3 separate regions of the Mus musculus genome follow, and all the other regions are linked to region 3. Evidence: chromatin contacts called from public Hi-C and promoter capture Hi-C data. All regions are on one chromosome and are shown on one strand. Each heading gives the region's core, a stretch centred on a gene start, on an enhancer-like site or on the middle of the called end of the contact. The rest is flanking DNA. Distances are from core to core; before and after follow the strand shown. Region 1 overlaps St8sia1 (ST8 alpha-N-acetyl-neuraminide alpha-2,8-sialyltransferase 1). Region 2 overlaps Etnk1 (ethanolamine kinase 1). Region 3 holds the start of St8sia1 (ST8 alpha-N-acetyl-neuraminide alpha-2,8-sialyltransferase 1).

Evidence for each region. Promoter capture Hi-C pulls out the DNA fragments that hold promoters and counts their contacts. A called contact is a pair of places that touch in the nucleus more often than the background predicts.
Region 1: a Hi-C map of bone marrow-derived macrophages shows a contact between it and region 3, with 3 times the contacts expected there. The contact joins the enhancer-like site here to the promoter of St8sia1 in region 3. A contact is called at or near these places in 12 of 39 promoter capture datasets (3T3-L1-derived adipocytes, the HPC-7 cell line, cranial neural crest and 7 more), 1 of 15 datasets of contacts at CTCF or cohesin (CD8 T cells), 14 of 484 Hi-C or Micro-C datasets (ECoMG-derived neutrophils, the G1E-ER4 cell line, Th1 cells and 9 more), 26 of 115 datasets of contacts at active chromatin or transcription factors (CD8 T cells, the SCID.adh cell line, Th17 cells and 19 more) and 5 of 9 other capture datasets (adipose tissue, embryonic stem cells, liver and 2 more).
Region 2: a promoter capture Hi-C map of embryonic stem cells shows a contact between it and region 3, with 5 times the contacts expected there. The contact joins the enhancer-like site here to the promoter of St8sia1 in region 3. A contact is called at or near these places in 10 of 39 promoter capture datasets (the C10 cell line, the HPC-7 cell line, embryonic stem cells and 5 more), 4 of 115 datasets of contacts at active chromatin or transcription factors (T-cell acute lymphoblastic leukemia, embryonic stem cells and neural tube) and 1 of 9 other capture datasets (pancreatic islet).

The regions. Positions count from the first base shown.
Region 1 is chr6:142,830,421-142,834,851 of GRCm38.p6, forward strand. All of the region lies in intron 4 of St8sia1 (ST8 alpha-N-acetyl-neuraminide alpha-2,8-sialyltransferase 1), which reads right to left. Gm7457 (predicted gene 7457) reads left to right here. Exons shown (of 7, transcript NR_045707.1): 6 at 683-871; 7 at 1,464-3,074. Among named protein-coding and RNA genes, the nearest start is that of Gm7457, 18 kb to the left of the region's middle. Within about 2 kb of position 1,426, at least 29 of the 459 cell types and tissues checked have an H3K27ac peak or open chromatin away from gene starts, as enhancers often do. A contact at or near this core is called in ECoMG-derived neutrophils, the G1E-ER4 cell line, the HPC-7 cell line and 5 more, where this site is marked.
Region 2 is chr6:143,188,400-143,192,800 of GRCm38.p6, forward strand. All of the region lies in intron 4 of Etnk1 (ethanolamine kinase 1), which reads left to right. Among named protein-coding and RNA genes, the nearest start is that of Etnk1, 23 kb to the left of the region's middle. Within about 2 kb of position 2,927, at least 42 of the 459 cell types and tissues checked have an H3K27ac peak or open chromatin away from gene starts, as enhancers often do. A contact at or near this core is called in embryonic stem cells, hippocampal neurons and pancreatic islet, where this site is marked.
Region 3 is chr6:142,962,018-142,965,974 of GRCm38.p6, forward strand. It overlaps St8sia1 (ST8 alpha-N-acetyl-neuraminide alpha-2,8-sialyltransferase 1), which reads right to left and starts at 2,435. Exons shown (of 5, transcript NM_011374.2): 1 at 1,519-2,435. The coding sequence starts at 1,751.

The sequences.
Region 1 (4,431 bases), core at 176-2,675, 130 kb before region 3:
CATCTTCTCTAGCCAGTGTGTTGGCAGCGCCTGGGCATCCCAGGCAGAGAGCAGAGTACAGTACCACAACTACATAGGAAAAGGAAGTTTTGTTACAGTTGTAGCTCTACCCAGACAGCTGCCCATATGCCTTTCTGGAGAATTCTCCTTCCCTCTGATCATCCATGACTGCCTGTGGAAAAAAAATCTCTGATTCAAACAGAAGCAACTGAAATGTATGGACTACCGCCTAAGTGCCAGGAGAGAAATACCATTACGGCTTGATTGCGACTTTACCTATCTTTCACTAATCTTGCTTGCATATGTGAGTTTGGACATATTGCACATTGTAGGGGTCAGAGGGCAGCCTTAGGTGTCAGTCATGACCTCCCGTGTTGGTTTCTGGGTTTTGTTTGTGGCTGTATAAGCCAAGCTAGCTGCCCCCAAAGCTTCCGGGGATGCTATTGTCTCTGTCCCTCATCCCACCATGGGACCGCTGAGGTCACGGATGCCGGCTACTGTGCCCATCTTTATGTGCGCTCCAGAAATTTGACCTCTGGTCCTCATACTTGCTCTGCTTCTCCTGCCAAGCCGTCTCCTCAGGCTAATGCCTCATGTTTTAACTCAAGAAATCCAAGTCCCGTTAAGGAAACAGAAGTGTTACAAACACAGCATAACGTGTCTCAAATTTCATACTTGATAGATCTGCAAAGTATCATAGCATGCAGGAGGAAAAAACCAACCAAACAAGCAAGCAAACAATAACAACAACGAAAACCAATCAATCGGTTAAGCCTTGGAAGAGAGTGGGGTCAGAGAAAGCTGTGGGGTGGAAAACACTTCACGAGCTCTTGCTGGGGAAACAGAGGAACATAAAGCTACAAGATCATGGGTAAGTGCATCAATGCCATGAAAACTAGGTAGACTTGCGGGTCCTGGGACGGGAAGGTTAGGTTGGTTTAGACAGTGGCTGAAGATAAGGCGTGCTGTAAAATATCTCCCTTATCTCTAACATTCTGCCCTCACCGCCACCCTGTGGTGAGAGCCCTTCATGCCGCATATCAGTGTCAGGCTGCGAAAGAGGGTTGAGGAAGTAAGTTTAGGAAGTAAAGAGGCTGACAGCTGGGAGAGCAGATAAGAGGCTGAGGATGCAGGGTAAACAAAAATGAATCGGTGAAAGGGAAAAGAGTAGGGGGAGGGAGGGAGTGATGGATAGCAGGGGAAGGGAAAGAAGGGAGGGAAGGAAAGGGAGGAAGAAGAAGGAAAGAAAGGGAGAGAGGGTAGGGAGAGAGTGGGAGAGGAGGAGAAGGAGGAGAGGGGAGAGAGGGGGAAGGAGAGAGAGAAGAAGAGAGGGGAAGGGAGAGAGAAAGGGGAAGGAGGAGGGGGAGGGAGAGAGGGGTAGGAGGGAAGTGGGCAGAGGCAGGCAGTGAACTAGTACAGTAAGACTTCTTGAGGTCAGTTGTCCTGGTTCACATTCTCCACAGGGAGAGCAGCAACAGCCATGAGCAGAATGGAGCCAGACTTATGTCCCTGCAGAGACAAAGCAGGCCTCTGTTGTAAATGTGTGACAGTCGCTGTGACTACCCAGATTCAAAGCACTGGGGCAATCATGGCTCTTCATCTGTTGAGAGTAAAGAAGGATGCCTCTCAAGCCCAGAAGGATGGCCTCCCAGACTGTCTGCATGCCCTTGACCCGGAAGCCACGTGAGCCACTTCCCCAGGACACCAACCACGGGAAAGGTGATGACTGTGTCTCCAGAAGTTACTCACCTAGAGCAGTGGTTCTCAACTTTCCTAATGATGCCACCCTTTAATACAGTTCCTCACACGATGGCGACCCCAACTATAAAATTATTTTGTTGGGACTTCATAACTGCAATTTTATTACTGTTATGAATTGTAATGTAGATATCTGATATGCAACCCCCAAAAGGGGTTGAGACCACAGGCTGAGAACCATTGCCCTAGGAAGCTCAGAAACATTAGTCAACCATTTTCTAGACTGGTGCCAACATCTCTCTGATGAATACTCAAGTTGGACCTGGGCTCTGCCCAGCTACTCAATCATTTCCACTCTTGCCCACCCACATCCTTCGCTTTTCCTAATTTCCAAAATGCCTTCCAGGCAATGTAGAAGCAGCAGACAAACAACCTAACTGAACTACCCTGTGCTTTGTCTAGAATAACCTACAGACTTCATTGATACCCCACGGCCTGGAATTCTGGTCAGTCCACTGCTGGACATTTATATCCATCTGGGTCTGTGAGATACACTCACTTAGAAGATGCAATGGTTAGTTACTGTTGCCAATTCGAATGGGTTTACTATATTCCCCATGGAAACATACACTCCTGTGTGCACCCACGAAGGTATTTCTAGAAAGGGTCCTGTAAGGAGGGAAGACTCGCTGTAAAGGTGAGCCTCACTCGTCCAATGACTAGAGAAAGGAGGGAAAGCCAGCTGAGTCCCAGCATGCACCTCTGTTTCCTAACTGCACACGTGGTGCAATCAGCCACCTGCCGCCATGCCTATCCCGCCGCCATGCCTGTCCCTCCGGGATGAACAAATGCTTCCCTAAGCCTTCCCTAAGCTGCCAGGTGTTTCTCACAGCGATGAGAAAAGATACATACAATGTAGCATCCGTGTGAGCGATCTCTGCCTGTCCTTCAGTGCCTCTTCTGCATCCCTAACTACACCCTCCTCCCCTTTGTCCTTTACAACCAGCTTTGTAGCTCTTCCCAAATGCTCATACTCAAAGGAGGATTTCCCCTCCTCTAGGGAATCGCCCCCTCTGGCTTCTAGACATGGGAACTAGCCTCCCTTCCCCAGCTTTAATTAACCAGTTTCTGGCAGTTCAAAAATGTGTTTATTCCAAGTATGCAACGTAACCTTGGCGCAGGCAAACACACCATTGAAATGATTATTACGATAGGCTAGAATTTGATTTCAAAAATTCTTCTTGATACACCCACCCTGTGAGCTACACGCTGTCTCTCATCTGCCATCAGTATCCTGGGACAGTTGTTTTCCTTCCTTATTGCCTCCAGCAGAAACACAAAGTAGGTAAATAAAATGTAATTTTAAAACTGTCCTCAACTCAGCTCTGTGATTGTTCACTGCCTAGCTGATGCAGTTACCATTTGTTGATCAATAGTTTAACAGTGTTGGTTTTGAATTTTGCTAACTTGTTATAAAGTCCTGTTAGGACCACAGAGGAGTGGCACTAGCTCTGCCTTCTGACCCTGGGCTAGGCTCCAGGTTCTGTGTGCACCACAACTCACTTCACACAATTAGAGTCACTTGTCCATTTGCCACCCCAGTGATACCCCATAGACACGTGAAGACCCAAACCAAACATTTACAATGAACCCCCTCATCCTCACTGAACCTTTTAATGGTCTTCTTTGGCTACTGCAGTGGCTGAAGCCCACACAGCACTGAGTGGTCTGAAGTGGGAGCAATATCATGATTTGGATACTAACCTAAGCTACATAGTAAATTCCAGGCCAGCCTGAGCTACAGAACGGAAAAACACAACGCACAGCAGGTAGGATTGCTCAGTGGGTATAGGCAGGATGAGGCTACAATCCTGGGAGCCACCCAGTGGAAGGAGAGACGGCTGTGGTGCACCAGTGCCTACCTACATGTGTATGCATAATAGACAAATGCATAAACAAAGAACAGTAGTAATAGGAACTAAACTAAAATTAGTAAAAGTCATTGAATTTCTAAAAAAGAGTCAATATATCTGTTAAGGCTGTATATAGCCCGGAGATGAGAGAATCCATCTATTTAACCCTCTACATTTTATACAATAGCTCAGAAGAGCTGTGTATCACATACTAAAATTAAATGGAGTTCTCAGTTCAGCAGCCCATATACTAAAATTACATTAAGATTAAAAACCAAAAAAATGCTCATGCCTGTAATCTGAATATTCAAGGCTGAGGAAGGAAGGTTGGTTGAGTTTGAGGCCACCTGGGGCTACCCAGAGAACTCCAGGCTATCCTGGGCTACATATCGAGACCTTGTTTCAAAAGCAAAGCAAAACTTTAAAACAAGGAAAACTGAGTTTTTATTTAATGAAGACACTGAGATACTTAAGAACCTTAAGAAACAAATTCATGCCCCACAAGAAAACTTCAACATAATTTCTAGTAGAGCAAGACAGCTACTGGAAATATAGATAATAGAAAATCAAAAAAAAAAAAAACCTGTGGGCTTAAGACTCTCGGAAGATACTAACAAAATTGCTGATGCCAAGGAGCAGAACGCTGTCCTATGAAACATAAGACAACTGCCATAGAAGGGAAATAGCTCTGAAAATATTTACAACAGAGCTAACAAGTGTCTGGGCACCGGTGGGACTTACGGTCTAAAGCACTGGCACAGAACATACTCCAAGTCTCAATTAATGAGAAGATTAAACTATTTGGTTAACAGGTTACTGG
Region 2 (4,401 bases), core at 1,677-4,176, 230 kb after region 3:
TGAGTGTTAGTAAGGAAAGACTCTGTTATGTGTTCTCTTTATCAGTCAGTAGTTTTGTGTTTATTGGAAAGGCTGATTAGATCTTGGATTTCTATGTTAATAGTTGATACATAAGCTCTAAGACACTGTAGTTAGTGTTCAGGTAAAACTTAAAATTCAAGAACGCCTGACCTGATGTTCTTTGTTGTGATTTCAGGTGAGGAGCTAGTAGCTCTGAGATAATGAAAGCATGTGACCTATTTGAATCTGTAGTTACAAGTAGAAGATAACCACATTTTAGTCCAACAAGTTGGTAAGCTTAATGCATTTGGCCTAGGAGCATTGCTTTGACACTCCAGAGGTGATTTGAGAACAGGCAGTATGGGAGCCAGGTGTGTGTAGGTACATCTTGTATCCCAGCACATAGGAGGCAGAGGCAGGCAGATGTAGTCTACTTAGTTCCAGGACAGCTAGAGCTACTGAGACCCCATCTCAAGTGGGGGCTGAGGAAACCACAAAAGGGGGCTGGAGAGCTGGCTCTGCCTTTAAAGGCGAGGCTCTCAACCACAGCAGCAGCAAAGGCAAATTGGCTACACCTGTTTTAGCTGGCCCTTCCTTTACTGTAGCATGTGAAAGCTGAGCTTTTTGAAGGTACTTGTACTTAGAATAATGGATTAAAATTTGCATTTTATTTACGTACACATTTGATCTGTTATCTTAAAGTCATCCTCTTGAACTCCCTATTTTCTGCTTATCTTGTGAGATATAAGTAGATAAAAATAAGGAAGTGAGTGGGCTGGACCTGATATCATCAAGCTGTCTTTGTTCTTTCTCAGCAGTGTAAGTTTGAAGCTCACTTTTGATACTTCACATTTGTGCAGTGACTGCATACATTTAAAGTAATGTGATGAACTGGCTTTGGCATTACATACATACATGGTTTGCCAGCCATTATTATGCTGTTAATAGTATACGTTTTATAAAATGCTATCAGGATCTGGGGAGTGGTGATGCACACCTTTAATCCTAGTGCTTGGGAGGCCGAGGCACATGGATCGCAGTGTGTTCCAGGACCGCCAGAGCTACTAGGAGGAACAAATGAAAGAAACAAACAAACAAGCCCAAAACAAAACAAAAACCCAAAGCAACAACAGAAGAATTAGCATAAGAATGCAGGCGTTCCTTAGCTGCTGCTGATCCATTCCTGACTGTATGAAGGGACAGCTGACCTCAAAGTGGGGTCAGTGCACAGTAATGAGCTAAAATTGTAAAAATAAAACAAAAAATAAAAACAAAAAATAAAGCAGCTGTTCTTCCTACAGAGGAAGGCAGCATTATGCAGTTGTCTGTCAGTCATTTGTTAATCTCACAAGGCTTAGAGTGAGGAACTCGGAGTGACTTGCAGTTCGTAGTATTCTATTTGGATATTAGCTAATTCTTCAGTTGGGGACATATCAGAAGCCATTGATGAAGTTTTCAAGATTGAGAGCTTGTCTCTACTTTTGTTAGAAGGTTCTTTGCTTTGACAATGACTTTAGTTAATTTGTTTCTTACCCTCATCCCAATTTCTTCATAAGAGCCCATGTATAAGTCTTACTATAACTTTAAATTTAAGGGATGTTAATCATTGTCCATTTTCTATTCAGTAAAACACAAGAAGTTGATTGGCATTTAGGCAAAACAAAAGTAGAAGAAAATGAAGGCCTTTTATTGGAATGGTTTTAGTTTTGTACACGGTAGGTAGGAAAGTCTGTACTACTGTCCTCTGATTGGCTCTAAACAAGATCCATTCTGCTCTTACTAACACAGAACTTATTGTTTTAGTGATGTAGAAGATCTTTCCCATGGGTTTATTTTAACATTTAATACAAATCTGACTTGCTAGGAGGTTTATAGAGATTTCTTAGCCCTTCCTGCTTGACCGACACAGATCAGCCTCAGTGGAGCTGTCCTTGTGGTACCAGATGTAGCTCAGTTGCTAACTGCTGACCTAGTACATACAGAGCCTCAGCCATCCTCAGCCATCCTCCTCCATCTTCAGCCAGCGTCGAGTAAGTGGGTGTGCCAGTACTGTAATCCCAGTACTTGGAAGGTAGAAACAAAGGACAGGAAATTCAGGGTCATTCTTGGGTAGGTTTTAGGCTCCTCCTCCCCCAGTCCCTATTAAAGAAATAACAGAAACAAACAGAATCTTGTCTTTGAAACGTTACTGATGAAACAAGCAGAAATAGGTACATAGTCATATAAACAGTTTGCTTATAAAAATCAATATATTCATACACATATATACCTTTGCTTGCCTGCTTGGAGTACCACCATATCTTTAAAATAAAAGCCATGTTTATAGAGTACTGAGTTTAAATATCTACAAATACAGATATAGACCTAACTCTTTCTAACCCTGTACCTGGTACCTAGAGTCTCTACGATTGACAAGTTTGTGCTGTATCCCACCTCACCTGCTCATTCATCAGTCTGTCTTCCTTTCTTACTTTATCTTCACTGAGTTGCAGACCTGCGTGGTTTCCATCCCCAAGTTCTTTACAGTGTAGTGTGTTTAGAGCTCAGCATGCACTGAAGTGTACTGTGCCAGGCTTAGCATAGCAAGCTGGGGGTGGTGATGTGGAGTAGCATTGCAGCCATTGGGAAACTGAAAGCGTGGGATATCTGTTGCCTGAGAAATTCAAGGTAACCTAGGCAACATAGTGGAAACCTGCCTTTAAAAACAAGTTTTAAGCATGCTACTTGTAGAATTTGACAGGTGTCTGCCCCTATAAGCTGAAGGCCCTTAAGTACAGAACAGTTCTACCATCCTGGAGAGAGCCTCGTGCTCTCGAGAAGAATACACTAATCCTGAATTGATTTACTCTAGACTACTGTGTGTGAGAGTAGAGCAGCCCAAGACAGTCAGCGTCCAGCAGGACTCTAGCCAGACGCAATGGTGCATGTCTGTAATCCTAGCTCGCAGGAGACTGAGGCATGGAAATTTTGTGAGTTAGAGACCTGTGCTGTCTATGTAGTGAGTGACAGGGCAGCCAGGGCTACAGAGCAAGACCCTGTTTTAAAACCCAACAAACAGTCCCCTGCATTCCTTAGTTATTAAGGAGCACTGACTGAGATTGCTGGATGTTTGTTTTCAGTGTTTATTTTTACTGCCTGACAGTGTCACAGTTTCTGGTGTACGGCGGTCCTTCCTCCTCCAGTATTCTCTTGTTCTTTCCCCATTCCTGCTGAGCCCTTTCTTCCCAGCATCCCTCTCTCCTCTTTCTGTGTGTGCCTGGGTGTGACCCACTGGTTTTCCTGAGTTGTTTGCATGAGCCTTTTCAGACGCATGCGCTAGGCCCACTGTATTTCAGTCATACCTGGGTGAGAATGTTAAATGCCGTGTTTCCCCTTTGTGGAAATGCTCTTGCAGCCCTTCCTCTCCTGCTACTGTGCTTGTGTTCTGTGTAGTAGAGCCTCCATTTCTCTCCTAGCATTTGACTACTTCCCATGTACCACGAGGGCTCTTGTGTCCCTCCCCAGGCTCAGCCTCACACAGCTGTTGCCAGTCCCTGCTCTTACAGTGAGAGTGATGTGTGCTGGCCTGGGCTGGAGGTGGGTATTTCCTCGCTCACATCCTCTTGCCAAGCTCTTACACAGAATTCCTGTGAACTTTCCTCACCGCTGTTTCTCCATGTCTAAGAGCTGGGCTGGAAAGGGTCCGACTCTCAAATAGGTGACTTTTCTTTTCATTTGTAATAAGATAAGGTCAAGACATGTGTCTTGTTATAATTATATAGCCTTGTTTAGTTCGTTTTTGGCTTTAACATGCTTTAATAAATGGAAGACTAGTTTTCTTGCATTGAGATTTGACCAGTTTAACTGGATTTTTCCTACAGTGGTGAGGGCTTCAAGCAGTAGTAAAAAAAATCAAAAATATTTTTGAAAATTCAAATTCATCCATTATTTGCTTTGTGTTGTGTGTCACTGGTGCAATTATTTAAAGATTATAAAAATCAATGCTAGCCTTTAAGCTGATCATTTTTTTTAAAGGTTAAGGATGCCCTGAGAATCTGGATGATCTAGAAGCCCCTCCTTGGGAAGTGAGTGTGCACATCAGATTCTAGGGTGTGTTTTCATTATCTGTTCACCTTTGAGACCTCAAGGAGAAATTCTTGTCTGAAGGAATTAGTTATTAAGAGTAATGGACATTATTAATACTGGGAAATATTAAAAAAAATTAAACTCACGGTGAAAAGAAACAACATGTTCTGTTGCTAGGAGAATATTTCCCAGTGCTGTAATTTGATTTTTCTGGCACCCTAAAGATCATAAGACCTCTTTAATTTTACATTGTTGCAGAATCTTAAATTTAAGGTTGAGTTCCACTTTGTAATGATTTGAAACAGAATAGTTAATGCAGATTTTAAACATTTCTTT
Region 3 (3,957 bases), core at 1,185-3,684:
AACCTTTTGCTCTTGACAGTGTCCTCTCAAAAGCAATCTATTTTTTTTAAACAGGGCTTCAATATATATAACAGGTCCTTTCATCAAGCCAATGGGAGTTCTTTACTCCTTTCCAGCCATTTCTTGAACTGAGAAGCGCCTTCTGTCTGCAAAGAGCCACAGGGTGGTATGCATTCCACCTGCCTTGAAGCCCAACAGTCAGCCCTGCTAAGGTGGAAAAGAATCGTCTTTGTGTACTTTCAAGGACAGTGGAATTACTTTAAAAACTAACAATGGCAGAGTGACGATGGTCTGGTGAGGAAGAAAGAGAAAGACCTCCCCTCTGAATTTGAAAGGAAACATTCCTCTAGATTCTGGAAGAACTGTCTAACCTCTAGCTTTTCCAAAAGTAGGGAAGGAGGGAAATGACTTATTTTTAAAGATTTTTGCTTTAGACCTTAATAGCAGTGGGACAGGTTTCTATTGGCTCTTGCCTGCCTCTCAGCTCCTCCCACAGACCACTACCAGAAAAGACCAGCAAGGCAATAAATTGGCGCCAGAGCTGAAGATGAGAAGGCTCTGCCCCGGGGTCCCGGTGCGGTCCTGGTCCGAGCCGGCCAGTTCCCCCAACATGCAGGTAACATGCAAAGAGCTTGTTGTCTGCGCTGCAGTCTAGCTACCCAACTTCTATTGCAAACCTGTCTTCTGTTCCTCAAATTAGCACCTCCCCCAAGAGGAGAAACTACCAGCTGGAGAACCCTGTGCTGTCCTCTTTCAAACGCGGCCTTGGGTTTTGTTTTCTGAATCCAAGCCCTTCCCTCACGTACACCTCCCACAAACATTCCTGAGACTAAGACAAAAGGGGGGACTGGTGCTTTGGAGTGGTAAAGAGTCCAGCACCTGGGCACCTGGACTTCGTCGTAGATAATGAATGACCTTGGGCTAGTAACTTGTTCTACAGAAGAATTGGTCAGAAGAGAAAATATGTCATCAAAAATGTGTTGAAATTTCAACACAAAAATCGTGCAGGTCCGATCCTTAGTGGGTCATGGTTCCGTGCTCCGGACTCGCAATGGACACACTGCGCAAAGCCACGGCGAAGGCCTGGCTAGTTTTCATGGTTTCGTGACTGGAGGTTTGCCCATCACTCCTGCATGGTTGATTTGTGTTACAAACTGCCCCGGAACGCTTCTTAACCTACTTCTAGCTTACTTCTCTTTAGCACCAAACATCTACGGAGGCTAAAAAATAAATTCTCTGAAAGTAACAGTCTCTAAGTTGTTCTGGGTCTCCCTTCCCACAGAGATGGGTCAATTGCAAATACAACACAGACTAGGGACAGACCAAAAAAATCCTTGATTTTGCAAAGGTACCTTGAAACGTCTCTTGGGATGAGGGATGGGACAGAGACCCTGACTTAAGTCTCTAGGTTGGGCACGGCACAGAGGGCACAGGACAGAGAAGCCTCACAAGCGACCCTGTCTTCTGCACACTAGCAGGAAGGGATGCTGGAGGGGAGCAACGGCCAGCAGTAGGTACCTGAAGAGACTGGCTGACGTCTGGTTCGTCCTCCAAGCCGTCCGCTGTGCCAGCACCCCTTGCACAATCTCCTTCTCGTTGGGCAGCCGGTAGACAGGGAAGATGTAGAGCCAACAGAGGACCACCACACAGAGGGCACTGGCTCCTACGGGTAGCCGGGTACGCGGGAATTTCCGAGCTAGCATGGCCATGGCCCCTCTGGACGTATGTAGGGCCCGCCCGCAGGGGCTCATCGCAGCCTCGATGTCCCAGGGTCAGTGTACCCTCAGCACAACGCTGGACAAAGTGGCAGTGAAGGATGCTCCAGTGGCCGGCCCCCCATGCACACACACCTTTGGCTTTCCAGCTCGCAAACGCACGGCTGGGGAACCCCCACGCCACGGCCCCAGAGGTCAGCTACAAGGATCTTCGCCAATGCAACTTTTACTGGGATGTCTTGCTAAAGGAAGTGGCCTCCGGGCAAATCACAAGCCTTAGTCTCTTTCCCTGCAGGCAGCGGGCGATGAAGGAGTCTAAGAGCAGTGGGGCCGGTGGCTCCCGCCCTTACTGCAGCATCACCGTCGCCCTCGGCTGGGGTCCTGGAAGAGGCGCGGCTGGCTCCCGGACGTCTGATGGGTTGTGTCCCTTCCAGAAAGAGATGCTCCTGCGCCCTGCACCGCCCTTTCCCCGCCTCCTGCGCCGCCGCGGTGCCCGGCACCCCCCAGATGCGCTCTCCGCGCCACACCAAGTCCTTGGAAATTTCCACGATGGCCCGGGACCGCTACCCCACCCCCGGCGCCTCGGCCGCGCCCGCCAGGACCCTCACTCCGCGCCCCTCACGGGCAAACCTAGAACTCTCTCTCATCAGTTCATTCAGCGGTGCGCCGCAGCCTTCTGCTGCGCCCTGGACTCCGCAGACACGCGCCCCGGGATTGGTGGAAATCAAGGTCTCCCCCGCCCTCCCCCACCCGCGAAATTGCCTCCCGTGACCTGCTTGGGGCCGCGACGCTAGCCCAGGGTGCAGGCCCCTCGCCGCTGCCCTTGTTCTCTGCAGAGGGAGGCAGACAATAAGAGCAGCAGCCCCTCTGGTGCGTGCATGCACACGCGCATATGTCTATCCCGGAGTATGCACAGATTGGGGACCCGCACACCTTGTGCCCAGGCTGCTGTCTCCCTCTCCTTTCTGCAATTGATTGGTTATAACTGAGCAGTGAGGAGGCTGGCGAATATTTATTCCTTCCTCGGCTCCCTTAATCAGATCAGCCCGTGCTGAGCTACGATTCCATGCACGCACTTGCGTGCACGCGCGGGCGCGAGCTCACACGCTCAGGCACGCACATACACGTCCGCGCGCGCGAACACACACACACACATACACACACACACACACACACACACACACACACACACACTGCTGCTACTGGGCACAAGGGGAGATGCATGCACACTGGGATCCACCACCTTGCCTCCACCCTTCCGAGAACAGAGGGGCATCCTCATATGCTTGTGGCTGGTGTTCTCCCGCAGACCTTGGAGGAGATAACGCCTCTGTAGACTAAAAAGCTGTTTATTCTTAAAAGGCTGCAAAGGCAAGCTTATCACAACCACGACCTTGGAAACGTGCAACCCGCCTGGACCCGCCTAGAGGAGAGACTCACAGTAAGCCATTTCTGCTCGCCCTAGCAGAAGTCGGAAAAGGCTCGGGTACCTCCTAGCGGCAGTCTCTTCTATTTGCTTAAGCATCCTGTGCAAGGACAAAGAAGAAAGTCTGCAGCCTCCAAAACCAGCTAGCTTAGTCGTCACAGGACTGAAATCTCAGGCCACAGTTCCATTTGTTCAGCCAAGAGCAGCACTCCAGACGGCCCACAGTGACTAGTTTGTGCCCTGCAGTCTTTTTTAGCACCTTCAGTAGGGAGAGGTGAAACTTGAGACTTTGGTGCCAACCAACCTCTACCAGCATTGCAATGCTTTTCTTAGGAAGACTGCTCAATGCTCCCCAGTGGAACCAAATACCGTTAGTTAAAATAAAGACTGCCCTTGCCGCTGATAGAAGCAAATAAAGACTGCTCTTACCGCCGGGCGTGGTGGCGCACGCCTTTAATCCCAGCACTTGGGAGGCAGAGGCAGGCGGATCTCTGAGTTCGAGGCCAGCCTGGTCTACAAAGTGAGTTCCAGGACAGCCAGGGCTACACAGAGAAACCCTGTCTCGAAAAACCAAAAAAAAAAAAAAAAAAAAAAGACTGCTCTTGCCGCTGTTAGAAGCTTGCTGCTCTTTTAGAGGACCTGTATTCAGTTCCTAGCACTCACTGCGGGCAGGCAGCTCACAATTACATATCTGACTGGGGAGGGGGAGGGGAGGTCTTCTGAAGGCACCTGCACATACATATACAAACCTCCACACCATTACAGGCACATAATTTTAAAATATAATAAATGTTAAAATAAAATGAAGATCCCTCT